Linked DNA regions of Ovis aries: region 2 is linked to region 1. A link is a contact called in public Hi-C data. All regions are on one chromosome and are shown on one strand. The core of a region is the stretch at or near the end of the contact, and the rest is flanking DNA. Distances in the headings are between cores, read along the strand shown. Region 1 holds the start of TMEM178B (transmembrane protein 178B). Region 2 overlaps TMEM178B (transmembrane protein 178B).

Evidence for each region. Hi-C and Micro-C count contacts between places; a contact is called where the count stands out from the background.
Region 2: a Hi-C map of hypothalamus shows a contact between it and region 1, with 7 times the contacts expected there. The contact joins the enhancer-like site here to the promoter of TMEM178B in region 1. A contact is called at or near these places in 4 of 16 Hi-C or Micro-C datasets (blood, hypothalamus, liver and 1 more).

Annotation. Positions count from the first base shown.
Region 1 is chr4:105,732,031-105,738,033 of ARS-UI_Ramb_v3.0, forward strand. TMEM178B (transmembrane protein 178B) reads left to right here and starts at 3,336. Exons shown (of 5, transcript XR_006059714.2): 1 at 3,336-5,394.
Region 2 is chr4:105,897,174-105,903,176 of ARS-UI_Ramb_v3.0, forward strand. The region is part of intron 2 of TMEM178B (transmembrane protein 178B); the gene reads left to right. Among named protein-coding and RNA genes, the nearest start is that of TMEM178B, 160 kb to the left of the region's middle. Within about 2 kb of position 3,643, at least 8 of the 54 cell types and tissues checked have an H3K27ac peak or open chromatin away from gene starts, as enhancers often do. A contact at or near this core is called in hypothalamus, where this site is marked.

The DNA.
Region 1 (6,003 bases), core at 2,086-4,585:
TAATGTCCGGGCAAGATCCTAGGACAGCATTCCAAAGGGGATGGCATGTGAACTCCCAGAAGAGGAGGTGAGGATCATTAGAACTCTACATGGGTCATGTAAAAAACTGGCTGATCACGTTTTCTTCTTCATCGGTTGCCATGACTGTTAGATCAAGGATCACTGTTGGTTGCAAGAAGCACAAACAATGAGGAGGTATCAGAAACCCAGTAGGAGCAAGCACAAGAAGGAAATGAACAAAGAATGTTTAGCCTGGAAAGAAGAAAGTATAGTGAGAACGTGATGGCTGACGTTAAATATGAGAAGAATCATTCTATGGAGGAGGGGTCAGGTATCTGTGGACTTCTCCAAGGCCAGTGGGTAGGATTCCAGGGACCTAGGATGAGACTCAGTATAAGGAAGACCTGTTTAACCACGCATACCATCCAGCAGTGGAACACAGTGCTTTGCAAGCCAGTGATTTCCCCATCACTGCAAGTATGCTAGCAGAAGCTGGTCAGTCACTTTTTGGGAAATGTTCTAGAAGAGATTCATGTGTTATTGTGTGGATAACTCTAAGCTTAGTCGTGTCTGACTCTTTGTGACCCCATGGACTGTAGCCCACCAGGCTCCTCTATGCACGGGATTTTCCAGATAAGAACACTGGAATGGGTAGCCATTCATTCCCTTCTTCAGGAGATCTTCCTAACCCAGAGATTGAATCTGGGTCTCCTGCATTGCAGGCAGATTCTTTACTGTCTCAACCGCCAGGGAAGCCGAGTGGAAATGAAAGTCGCTCAGTCGTGTCTGACTCTGCGACCGCAAGGACTATACAGTCCGTGGAATTCTCCAATCCTTTCTCCAGGGGATCCTCCCAACCCAGGGATCAAACCCAGGTCTTCCACATTGCGGGCAGATTCTTTACCAGCTGAGCCACAAGGGAAGCCCAAGAATACCGGAGTGGGTAGCCTATCCCTTCTTCAGCGGATCTTCCCGACCCAGGAATTGCACCAGGGTCTCCAGCATTGTAGGTGGATTCTTTATCAACTGAGCTATCAGGGAAGCCCCAAAGCCTTTCCAATTTTGAGCTTCTGTGATCCTAGGCCAGTGTAGGTGCAAATGAGAAGGATTAGGCTGGAAATAATAGAGACCGTGAAGCTGTACATAATGGGGCAGAAGGAGCTTGAAGAAGACAGTGGGAAGACATGTAGATCAGTTACTTAAGGAGAGAAAATCATACAGTCATATAGTCTAGAGGAAGAATCACTGTCTTTTTTAACTGCAAAGACCAGGATCATCCTCAAATGGTTTAGAGCTGTCCAAAGGCATTGCACTTTAAAAGAGGCCTCAAATCAGTACCTTTTATAGGGTTTCTGGGATGTGATGAAGGACAGACGTTTCAAAATACAATGATAAAGGTGGTCAGAAAAGATGACGACAGTGCCTCATCACAGTCCCATTGAGGACCACTGGGAAGGGCATGGCATGTCACTGGAAGCAGGCCTAAGGCACAGGCCAGGAGAAAAAGCTGAAAAGCAAGAGTAAGAGAGGAGGGGAATAATGGCAGAGGGAGGGAGGATAGGACACAGGAAACAGGTGCATTTACTACAAAAAGCAGCTGCCTGGGCTTGCAGAGGCCCCAGGGGCTCCTCTTTCAGCAGGGGCTCCTCTTTCAGCTGGGCCTCAGAGGCAGGAGAGAGGGTAGCAGACTCAATAGAGACTGAGGCTCTGATGCTGGCGTGCCCCAACTTCCTGAGTGACCTTGTGGATGTCATTTCACCTTGCTGCCTCCTCCCTATTGTCAAGGGCAGGTATACAGCTCACCTAAAAGTACTCTGGGCTTTACCAGAGAAAATAGGTCCAGACATTTAAGACATTGTCTGCCTGGGTAGGAAGTGTCTACACTTGTTTCCTTTTTTTCACGGTTGAGAGAGGGAGAACAGGTAAGTGGAGGGTGGAGAGAAAGGTGAGAAGACATTGTGGCCAAAGTCAGCCTAGCTCCCCATCATCGTCCCAGGGAGCGCGGAGCCGGGATGTGGCCGGAGCGGGCTGGGGGCGGGGGCATGCTGCAGCGCGCAGAGAGCCGGACACCCAAGGACCTAAGCGGACACCCAAGGACCTAAGCGGACATCCTCAGGCTCTGCGGGCGCTTCACCAAGTCCCATTGCAGCATCAGGGACCAAAAGAGAGGCACGCCCCTCCCCCACTAGATGGCACTGAAACGCCTCGTTCGAGATATTCAGAATGCAGGAAGCTAGGAAAAAAGACAAAAAGAATATGGTGGAGGTGCGCTCATTTTGGCTCGCCGGCCCAGTTGTGCAAAGCAGGGTGCCAGACCCTCTCTGATTCCCCAGGGCAGCCCTTCAGTCGGCAGTCCGGGCCTTCGGCTTTGGAATGAGAGTGAAAATGAGGGGTGAGCCTTAGAGCGGAGAACCCAAGGTTTCGACCCGGGAGGGAGGCACCCAGCCCTGCGGCGGCATCTCACGTGAGCCGGGCGGTGTGTGTTGGGAGGATGAAGCTGGCTCGCTTGGGGCCTGTTCGCTTAAGGTCTGGGGTCTCTCCTCGCCACCTCCCAGAGTCCTCGGAGAGCCTAAATCCAGCCACCACCCGGATAAGGACAAACCCCGAACCGAGGTGTCATTTAACCCCACTTCACCACCTCAAAGCGTGAGCCTCCCAGGCGTTTCCAAAATCTATTAAGCACCCTCAGGCCCCCGCCCCCGGAAAATTCTGTCTCTCTCGTCTAGAAAGCATCACTCAATTTTCTTTTCCTGCTGAGGAGGGAGGTGGAGGTGGGTGTATGTTGGAGTGTCTGGCGCTGGCGTGGGGCTGGACCGGGGATGGTGCCGACAAACCCGCGGACGCGCTCGGCCCCGGGTGGAAACGCCTGTAGCCGGTTAGGGCAGCGCCTGCGGCTTTCTGGGGGAGAACAAAGATCAAATACAATCCAGGACATAGGCGACCGAATCCGGGGACGCAGGGGAACTTCCTCAGTCCCTCTGAAGGCCCACTCCGCAATAAGCAGTCTTTTCTTTCAAGAACTCTGGTCTATTTAAGCGAATTTTGCACTACTGAAAAGAGATAAACGGAGATGGAGGCAACATCCTTACATTTATACTAACGCCCGTAAACATGCTACATATCACATATATGTATATGTGCATAAATATGGATGTGGTTGTGCACATACCTAGCCAGACACCATTGACTTGCCTGGTCACAGAATAAGCCTTAGACATCCTGTGCCTGGGAAATGGTGCACTTTATCTTTAAGGATGCTAGAAAAATAAGAGATGAGGCTCACGTTGCACGGATGACATCACTAGCTTTTGGCTGTGCGCTCCGTGTTCTCGTCTGTGGGTTTCAGCCAAGGCTGCAGCGCCCGGCTCCCGAGCAAGAGAGCAAAGCCGCGGCTTCCTCCAGCGCCCCGCAGCCGGGCGATGCGATTTCCCGAGCCTCCCCGGCGCAGCCCGGGCTCTGGCTCCCTGGCACCGGCCGAGACCGCGAGGTCCCGGAGCCGCCGCGGCTAGAGGAGGAGGCAGGGACGGGGAGCTGAGAGTCCCAGCCTCCCTCCCCCACCCTCGCCCCATTCACCTCGGCGACCACCGCTCCTGGAGCCGGATCGTGGAACGCCGAGGCCGGACGCGACTCTCTGCGTGCTGCCGAGTGAGCCGGCATCTCAACCCCTGGGTGGGCTGCGAAGAAAATGGTGCAGTCTGAGAGCGGCTGACCCCAGCTGGACCGAGCAGACGGAGTGCTGGAGTGCCGGGGTTCAGGTGGCGGGAGAAGGGGGCGGATTGCGTCGAAGGGCCGGAGCCGTTGTTTTCCTGGGTACCTGCAGCACCCGGGCAGCACGTTCCCGGGGCTACACGGGAGCCCGATGAAGTGAGGCGGAGGCGTCGCGGGAGAGGCGGGTTTGAAGGTGGCCGGGTGGACACTTCGGGAAGAAGACGGCAGTGGTGGGGGCGGCATGACGCCCTGGGGGCTGGCTGCTGGGCGGGCCGGGCGCGGCGATCGCGCGACCTGTCCATGGTGTTGAAGGCGCCGTGCGTCGAGCCCCGCGCGCCCCGCTCTGTGCGCCCTGCCGGGTGCACCCTCCTCGGCGCAGCCAGCCTCTCGCTCCCGCGGGCTGCCGCCCAGTCGCCGCAAAGCCCCGACCAAGGCTCATCCGGTAACGCCGTCTGGGTGACCGCACCGTCGGCCCGAGGGGCCGCCTGAATGGCGAAGCAAGAGGCAGACGACCCGGGAGCTCGCGGGGAAAGGTCGGGCGAGACCGTGCACCGACTGGGAGCCCGCCTCTGAACGCTCCGCGCTGGCCAGAAGGAGCAAAGGACCAGCTGGTGACCAGAGGACACAGAATTTTAAAAAATTTTTTGGGTAAAAGACCCGATCCGGAGAAGACTTCTTCTCTTGTAGACCAGAAAGGGTAGAGGCGCTGAGAGGGAGACCCAGGCGGGACTCAGGGCAGCCTACCCTGGCATCTGGAGGTTTCCTGAGCTGGCCGGCCGCATCGAGGGTGATTCAATTTATCTCGTCGCCTAGCATCTCCTCCTGATAGACCCCTCCCCCAAGAAAGCCAAGCGAGTGGGTCCCGCCACTCTGCACAAAGAAAGCCCAGGAGTCCCACCGCAACAGAGAGCACTTGGTGTTTAGTTTCCGGCCCGAGGGCAGCGTCGCCCGAAACCCGGCTGAGTGCTGCGGGCGCGGCGGGTTCCGAGAAGCAGCTTCTTGCGGGGCAGGGAGGGGGCGGGAGGCGGCCTGGCCCGGCGCGGCGTCGCCAGAGGCTGCGCCTGCTCGGGAGGACGCCCAGGGGATCGCCGGAGCCTCTCCCGATCAGAACTTTTTACGCTGCCCGCCCCCATCCCCTGCAGTCCCTGGGCTGCTCACCAGCAGGCAGGGGCCGAGGGGCGCCGCTGCGGAGTCCCCTTGCCGTCCCCTCCTCGGCTCGGCCGCCCGCAGCTTTGTTCCGGGCGCGCTGAGGGAAGGAGAGGCTGCGGCGGATCATGCCCAAGGTGTAGCCGCGAAGCGGAGGCATGGCTGCCGGAAGGTTACTGCTCTACACGGGCCTCTCGCTAGCGCTCTGCGCCCTCGGCATGCTGGCCGTGGCCATATGCTCAGACCACTGGTACGAGACGGACGCCAGGAAGCACAGGGACAGGTGCAAGGCCTTCAACACTCGCCGGATCGACCCCGGCTTCATTTACAACAACAACAACAACTTGCCACTCCGGGCCAGCCGCTCGCGCCTGGACCGCTGGGAGGGCAAGCTCCTCCGGGCCCGCAATCGCCGGCAACTCTTCGCCATGAGCCCCGCCGACGAGTGCAGCCGGCAGTACAACTCCACCAACATGGGCCTCTGGAGGAAGTGCCACCGACAAGGCTTCGACCCCGAGATCGCGGCCCTGATTCGGAAAGGTAAGCGCTTGGAGGCGAGGCGTGGCGCGGCGCTGCGGAGAGCCGCGCGCCTCTAGGCCCGGCTGCCCTCTCCTGCCTTCGCTCGGCCGCAGCCTCTAAGATCTCTTGGTATCAGGAGGTCAGGTTGTCCAGGCTCGGCTGAGCCTTGAAGTGGCCACATCTTGCCTCCCAACAGCTCGTAATGAGGCTTACCTCTCCCTCCTCAGCCTTTGGTCTTGCGTGTGCCTGATGGGATTCCGACAGAATCTCACAGTCCAGGGGTTTTACCCAGGAAGATACTTCAGTGGTCTCTGAAAAGGAAGGGAATCTGTAATCTTGTGCGGTTAACAGAGGAAAGAAACCCTTTAAGAGGGTTATGTCGGGGTAGACAGACTCCTAGTTTTAATCTTTGTTTTACGTGTTGCACTGATTCATCAAAGGCAACTGGGGAAACATCTCACAGAGAAGGCCTTATTCATGCCAGAAATGTTGAAGTGCTATATACTCTGCTCGGCATAACGCAGGCACTAGTCATAGAAACATCAATAAATCACAGCCCCGGCCCTATTTCAGCCCAAAGCCTGTTGACCTGTAGCAGCACACCATAGTTCTTGATTTGTCTTTTTGAGT
Region 2 (6,003 bases), core at 2,393-4,892, 170 kb after region 1:
AGACTTCAAGTACTCAGTAGGCAAGACTAGTGGCTACTATATTAGAAATTGCTTAGAATGCCATTTGTTTTCTGCTATGAATTCTACCCTCCTAGTTAATAAAATGTAAGTTTTTTGGGTGAAGGAGGGGGAAGCCAAAAATTCAAATTCATCACCATTAATATTAAAATCCACAAAGCATAGGATTGGATCTGCTTTGTGTGTTCAGTACTAAGAAGGGATACCTTCCTCCTAGAAGCCTCTAAGCTTCTGTTAGAGTGTTTACTGATTAAGCTTCTAAATCTACACAATCTGTCTTCAGGGTCATCTGGAGTCTGGGAGAAGTTTCAAGAGATGACATAGTTTATGATGAACTGAAAATAACAATAAACCAATACCAACGTGAACCTAGTAACATGAGCAGCAATACCTTAAAAAGTCCCAAGATGCTGAGATATTAAGCTGTAAAAGTAGAAGGTAGCCTTCTCTCTTCTGTGGGTTGTGATACCTTCTACTTTCCCAAAGTAGAAAGTTAATGATTTCCTCTGAGCAAAGGAGGACAAGAGGTTTGGTGAGTAGAAGTTTTACTTTTAAGAATATTTGGGAGCAAAACATTTAAATTGATTGAATTGCATTTTCACCCCGAAGAGAATAACCGTCAGAAGTGAGTTCACGGTACATTTCTCTGTCTTTGGCAAACACCACGTGGGTTTTCCAGCTGTAAGCGCCTTCTGTGATCATTACATCAGGCAGATTGCCTTCTTACCCTCCACTGCACTGGGGTGCTGTGTTCTTTCTGTTTATTCACGTCTCTGTTTTTCTCCTCCTCCTCCTGGTGATTGGGTACTTTGCCAGCTTTTGGAAAGTTCTCTGAGGGGTGAGTACTGGCGAGGTTGTTCTGGGACTTCCTGCCCTGCGTCTCCTCTGGGTGGAAAGCCCTCTCTGTGAGGTCAGAACATTGTCACTTCTTCTCAGATTCCTTTTGGATACAAAGTGGGTTCCTGCTTCCTCTGAGTCCTCTCCCCCCAGAAAGCAACATGGCAGACTGTTTAGAATTTATTTGGCTTCTCGGCTGTCAAGCTCCAGCAAGATTTGGGTGTATGTGGTGATGCTGGTTTCCCTCAGATCTCTTTTTAAAAATTTTAATTTTTTAACACCAAAGACATTTTGCAGTGGTATACAGCTGATTAGCAATGTTGTAGTTTCAGGCGAACACGGACGGGACTCAGCTATACATGTACCCATATTTGTTCTCCTCCCAAACCCCCTGACACCCAGGCTGGCACATTACATTAGGCAGAGCTCCCTGCGCGCTACAGTAGGTCCTCGCTGGTTATCCATTTTAAATATAGCAGTGTGTACATGACCTTCCTGAAGTCCCTAACTATCCCTTCCCCCAGGCAACTGTGAGTTCATTTCCTAAGTCTGTGAGTCTCTTCATCAGATCTCTTTTACAATAGCTTTGAGAATGGCATTGAAACATGTATAATATCATATATGAAATGAATTGCCAGTCCAGGTTCGATGCGTGATACTGGATGCTTGGGGCTGGTGCACTGAGACAACCCAGAGGGATGGTATGGGGAGGGAGGAGGGAGCGGGGTTCAGGATGGGGAACATGTGTATATCTGTGGCAGATTCATGTTGATGTATGGCAAAACCAATATAATATTGTAAAGTAATTAACCTCCAATGAAAATAAATAAATTTATATTAAAAAAAATAAAATAGTTTTGCCTTGCTTCCTTCAGAATAGTGCTATCTGATAGAACCATGATGTGAGCCATATACTTAATTTTTAATTCACCAGTAACTGCCTTAATAAATGAAACAGGTGACATTAAATTTAATACTGCATTTTATTTAACCCTATATATCCCAAATAATCTCATTTTAATATCTCACCAACATAAAAAATTATTAGTGAGGTATTTTACATTCTTGATTTTCATACTAAGTCTTCAAAATATGATGGGTACTTCACACATCGGAATTTGCCTCCTAAATTTTCTTCAGAAATACTTGATCTTATTTAGAGTTCAAAACATTTATGATGGAAAATGTGGATTCACATATCCAACTTGTTTGAAACATACTTAAAACTTTTTAAGAACTAAGTTGAGTACCCCTCTCAAGTCAATTTTCTTTATATATCCACAGTAATAAAACTGGTTTATCAGTGAAGAATGAACTGATGTGATTTTGGAGCAAAGTGAAAAGTAGTCCTACCAAATAAGGCTGTGTTTAATGAAAAAAGATTTCATATTACTTTCATTTTAAAATTTAAACTTAGGTTTGCTGAAAGTTGCATCAGGTTGGGACCTCCGTGGTGGTCCTGTGGTTGAGGCCCCCCTTCCGCTGTGGAGGACGCGAGTTCCATCCCTGGTTGGGAAACTGCGGGCCCATGTGCTGCATGGCATGGCCAAAGAAACAAAATAAGCTAACTAAATCTTAAAAAAAAAAAAAGGTGTCAAATTTAAAATTCACCTTCTCAATCACAGTGGCCACAATTCAGATGTTCAGTTCAATCACGTGGGGCCACTTCAGAATATTTAAAGCCCCATCGAATTGAAAAGAACAAAATTAGAGTGATTTTTTCCCACGATGCCTCTCTGTGTAGCTGTTTTCAAGGGTTTTGCTTTAAAGGCACACACGTGCGTCTGTGTGTGCTTGCCTGCACGTGTGTATGTCTTCATCGACTCTGTTTCTGACTCTGTGTCTGGGATTATAACTGCTGTGTCCCTACCTTTTACTGCAGTGGGTTTTATTTCCTTCTTTCTGATACCATTTTTCATCTCATGGTCCATCCACCTCATTTTATTTCCCCTCTCTCCTGCTTTCCTATCTGACTTTCCATCATGAACAGGTCACAAAGTGTAATATTAAGAGAATAGAATTTTTTTTTTAGGGCGGGTTTTAGGATCACAGCATGTACCTCATCCCCCCGCACATTTTTACCCCCCTCCGTCATCAGTGTCTCCCACCAGAGCAGTATGTTTGTTCCACTCGGTCAGCCTCCAGTGATAGTCTTATCACCCAAAGTCCATAATTTACCTTAGGGTTCACTCTTGATGGTGTGCGTTCAGTGGTTTTGGACAAATGTCTAATGAATGGTTTTGGACAAATGTCTAATGAATGGTTTTGGACAAATGTCTAATGAACGGTTTTGGACAAATGTCTAATCAATATATCCGTCACTGTAGTATCATACAGAGTATTTTCACTGTCCTAAAGCTTTTCTGTGTTCACCTTTTTAAATAATTATTTTTTGTATTGCATAATTTTGAATTCCCAGTAGTAAAAAATAAATAAATAAAAAGGTAGTGTAGATTTTTTCCCTCACTCTAAAGTAAAATGTAAGCAAACTTAAACAACTAATCCCTTGGAGCCCTTGATTGATTTCCTTTTCTTGAAGGTCATGGACTAACAAAGGGGGAAAACATCCCTGCTACTGAATCTATCTGAGATCCGCTGGGCACTCAGTGTTGGGTTTTGCTGAGAAGGCTGCTGTGATGGTCATTTGTTTTTTTGCTCTGACCCCAACAATGGACTTCTGTTTTGAGATGAAAGAGAACACAGAAATCTCTCAGACCCTCTGTCCTGGTACAGGGTGGAGGGAGGTCAGCTCTGGTTTGTGGGGTGATGGTTGCCATGGGAAGTGATAAATAGCATCCTAGCCAAGGATGTGAGATGTTTATGAAGCTGAGGGACAGGTCAGCTGGGACTGGGTGTCGTCACCGGACAAGACCTGGGGGGAGAGGGAACTGAGGCAGGGCCCTCAAGTTAGCTTGGGCCGGTAGATGTGTGACCTTGAGCAAGTCGGCCACCTCCTTGGGCCTCAGCTTCCTTCCTCATTGTCAAATTGAGCTGTACCGTGTGTGCTTCCTCCACCATATCCACCTATGAGACCAGATCCACTTCTCAGAGCACTCATTCCCACTGCCGGGCAGCACCCAGGTACAGGACTGAGAAGAGGTTAAATCAAGCAGTTCCATTATTAGAAGCAATGGGGAGAAGGGAGAAAATAGGAGCCAATGCACCTCCATGTTCCATTTCCACTCCCCAAATAATTCACGTCTGCATGAGTCGTTTTTGCTTGACCTGTCATGACCTAAACATGTATTCACCAGCAGATACCCACACACCCACATCGTCCCGATGCCTGGCTCAGTTATGGCCTGGCACTCAGCTTTCCTCTGGAGCTGGCAGGAGAGGCAGACTGGGGCCTCTTGGGATGTGGATGTCTTGGGAGCATTTTGCATAGTTCATCTTAACTCAGTTTGCCAAGTGTTTATTGAGTTATCTACTTACTTATCTTTAAACCTATGTTTTTAAGCTCATATTTTGTGCCAGGTCCTGAAATAAGCCTTTTATAAAGATCAGCTCATTGACTTATATGTTAAGATAAACAGATCCTTTTAAGAAAATGTCACAAACACAGTTCTTGTCATCTAGAAACTCATAGACTACTTTGAGTTGTATAATATGTCTGCAGGAAACAGTTAAAGAGTCTGTTTCTTTTTTTTTTAAGTGCATAAATAATAACATAATCAGTAGGTGCTTCAGACATTCAGGGAGGGGAGAGATCGTTTAGGACTAAAATTCAGTCATGAAGGTATTTCTCACATGTGGAGAGGAAGGAAGATAGTTTTTTGAGTAGGAATAATATGGGTTAAAGTTTTCGTTACGATCGACTGGTAAGTATATGGCAATTAAAAGATACATAGGTACATTGTTGAATGAACAGATCACTGACTTCAGGCTTCAGGTTGGGTGACCGAACCTAGTCAGGCCGTTGCAAGAAGAATGGTGATCGTGGTTTCTGTTTCGGGGGAGACAGTGTTTGTGATGATGGCATGGCCACTTGGAGATGCTTGTGGACACTTGAACTGCAGTGTAGTTGAGAAACTGAAGGAGGAATACGACTTGAGAGTCAATGGAATAGAGGTGATCACCAAGTCATAAGATAGGATTTTGTTTCCCAAATGAAAGAGGGGCATGACACCTGGAGTCATTTGAAGTGCACAGGGCTTGCGCCTGGGGGAAGAAGGGGTCAGCAAAGGGCACAGAGAAGGGATAAATGAACACGTGGGAGGAAAGCAAAGAAAAGCATCACGTGGAGGAATCAAGGAGTCCGGTTTCCTGGTTTGGCCGACACCTGTGCCCTCTGGCGAGAGGTGCGCAGAAAGGCCAGAGGCAGAGCCCAGGGTCCTTCTGGCTGAGGATGAACAAAGGACTTTGTGGAAAGAGGTCTGTTCTTTGTTATGCTCGCTGGCAATTTTGCTCAGAGATCTGGGTGTAACATGATTGCTACCAAGGGTTGAACTTTCAAGTACATTTTGTAAAATAGGAAAACACGACAAAAAAGGCTCTGAGAGCCTGTTGAGTTCACAGCATGGAGAGGAATCACTGAGGTCTCAGAACTCTTTCCCTTGCCTTCTGAGCATCCTCTTCTGCAAACACTCTCGTTTCTGCAAATAGTGTGCATATGTTTTCGCTCGTCCCCAAGCTCAGAAGAGGCCACACTGCGCTCATCAGCCAGCACCCCGACACTCTACATTACTCGGGAGTGTCTAGAGTTGCCAGCTGAAATAGAGGCAAGAGAATCAGCATGCTATGAGCAGGTCTGCTTCCGCACCTTCCCCAGATCCATGTTCACTGTGCCCAGTGAATTTCATTAGGGCGCATGACTGAAGTGTCACGTGGAATTAGATGTAAATCCAGTTCCATTATGTAAACAAGCACCATTTTGATCTCATTCCAGAACCACCATCAGACTGGAAAAGGGTTAGGAGGTAGAGATGGGAAAAATACATTTTGGGAAATGATGTTTTAGGGTTTTCTTTTTTTTTTTCTGAATTCTGATTAAACCTGTAACTTCTGGAGATTTCTACCAACTCAACTAGTGTCCACCTAGCTTTGGTTTAGCCCAGCCTACAGTTTATTCATGCGAAGAGTTGACTCATTGGAAAAGACTCTGATTCTGGGAGGGATTGGGGGCAGGAGGAGAAAGGGACAACAGAG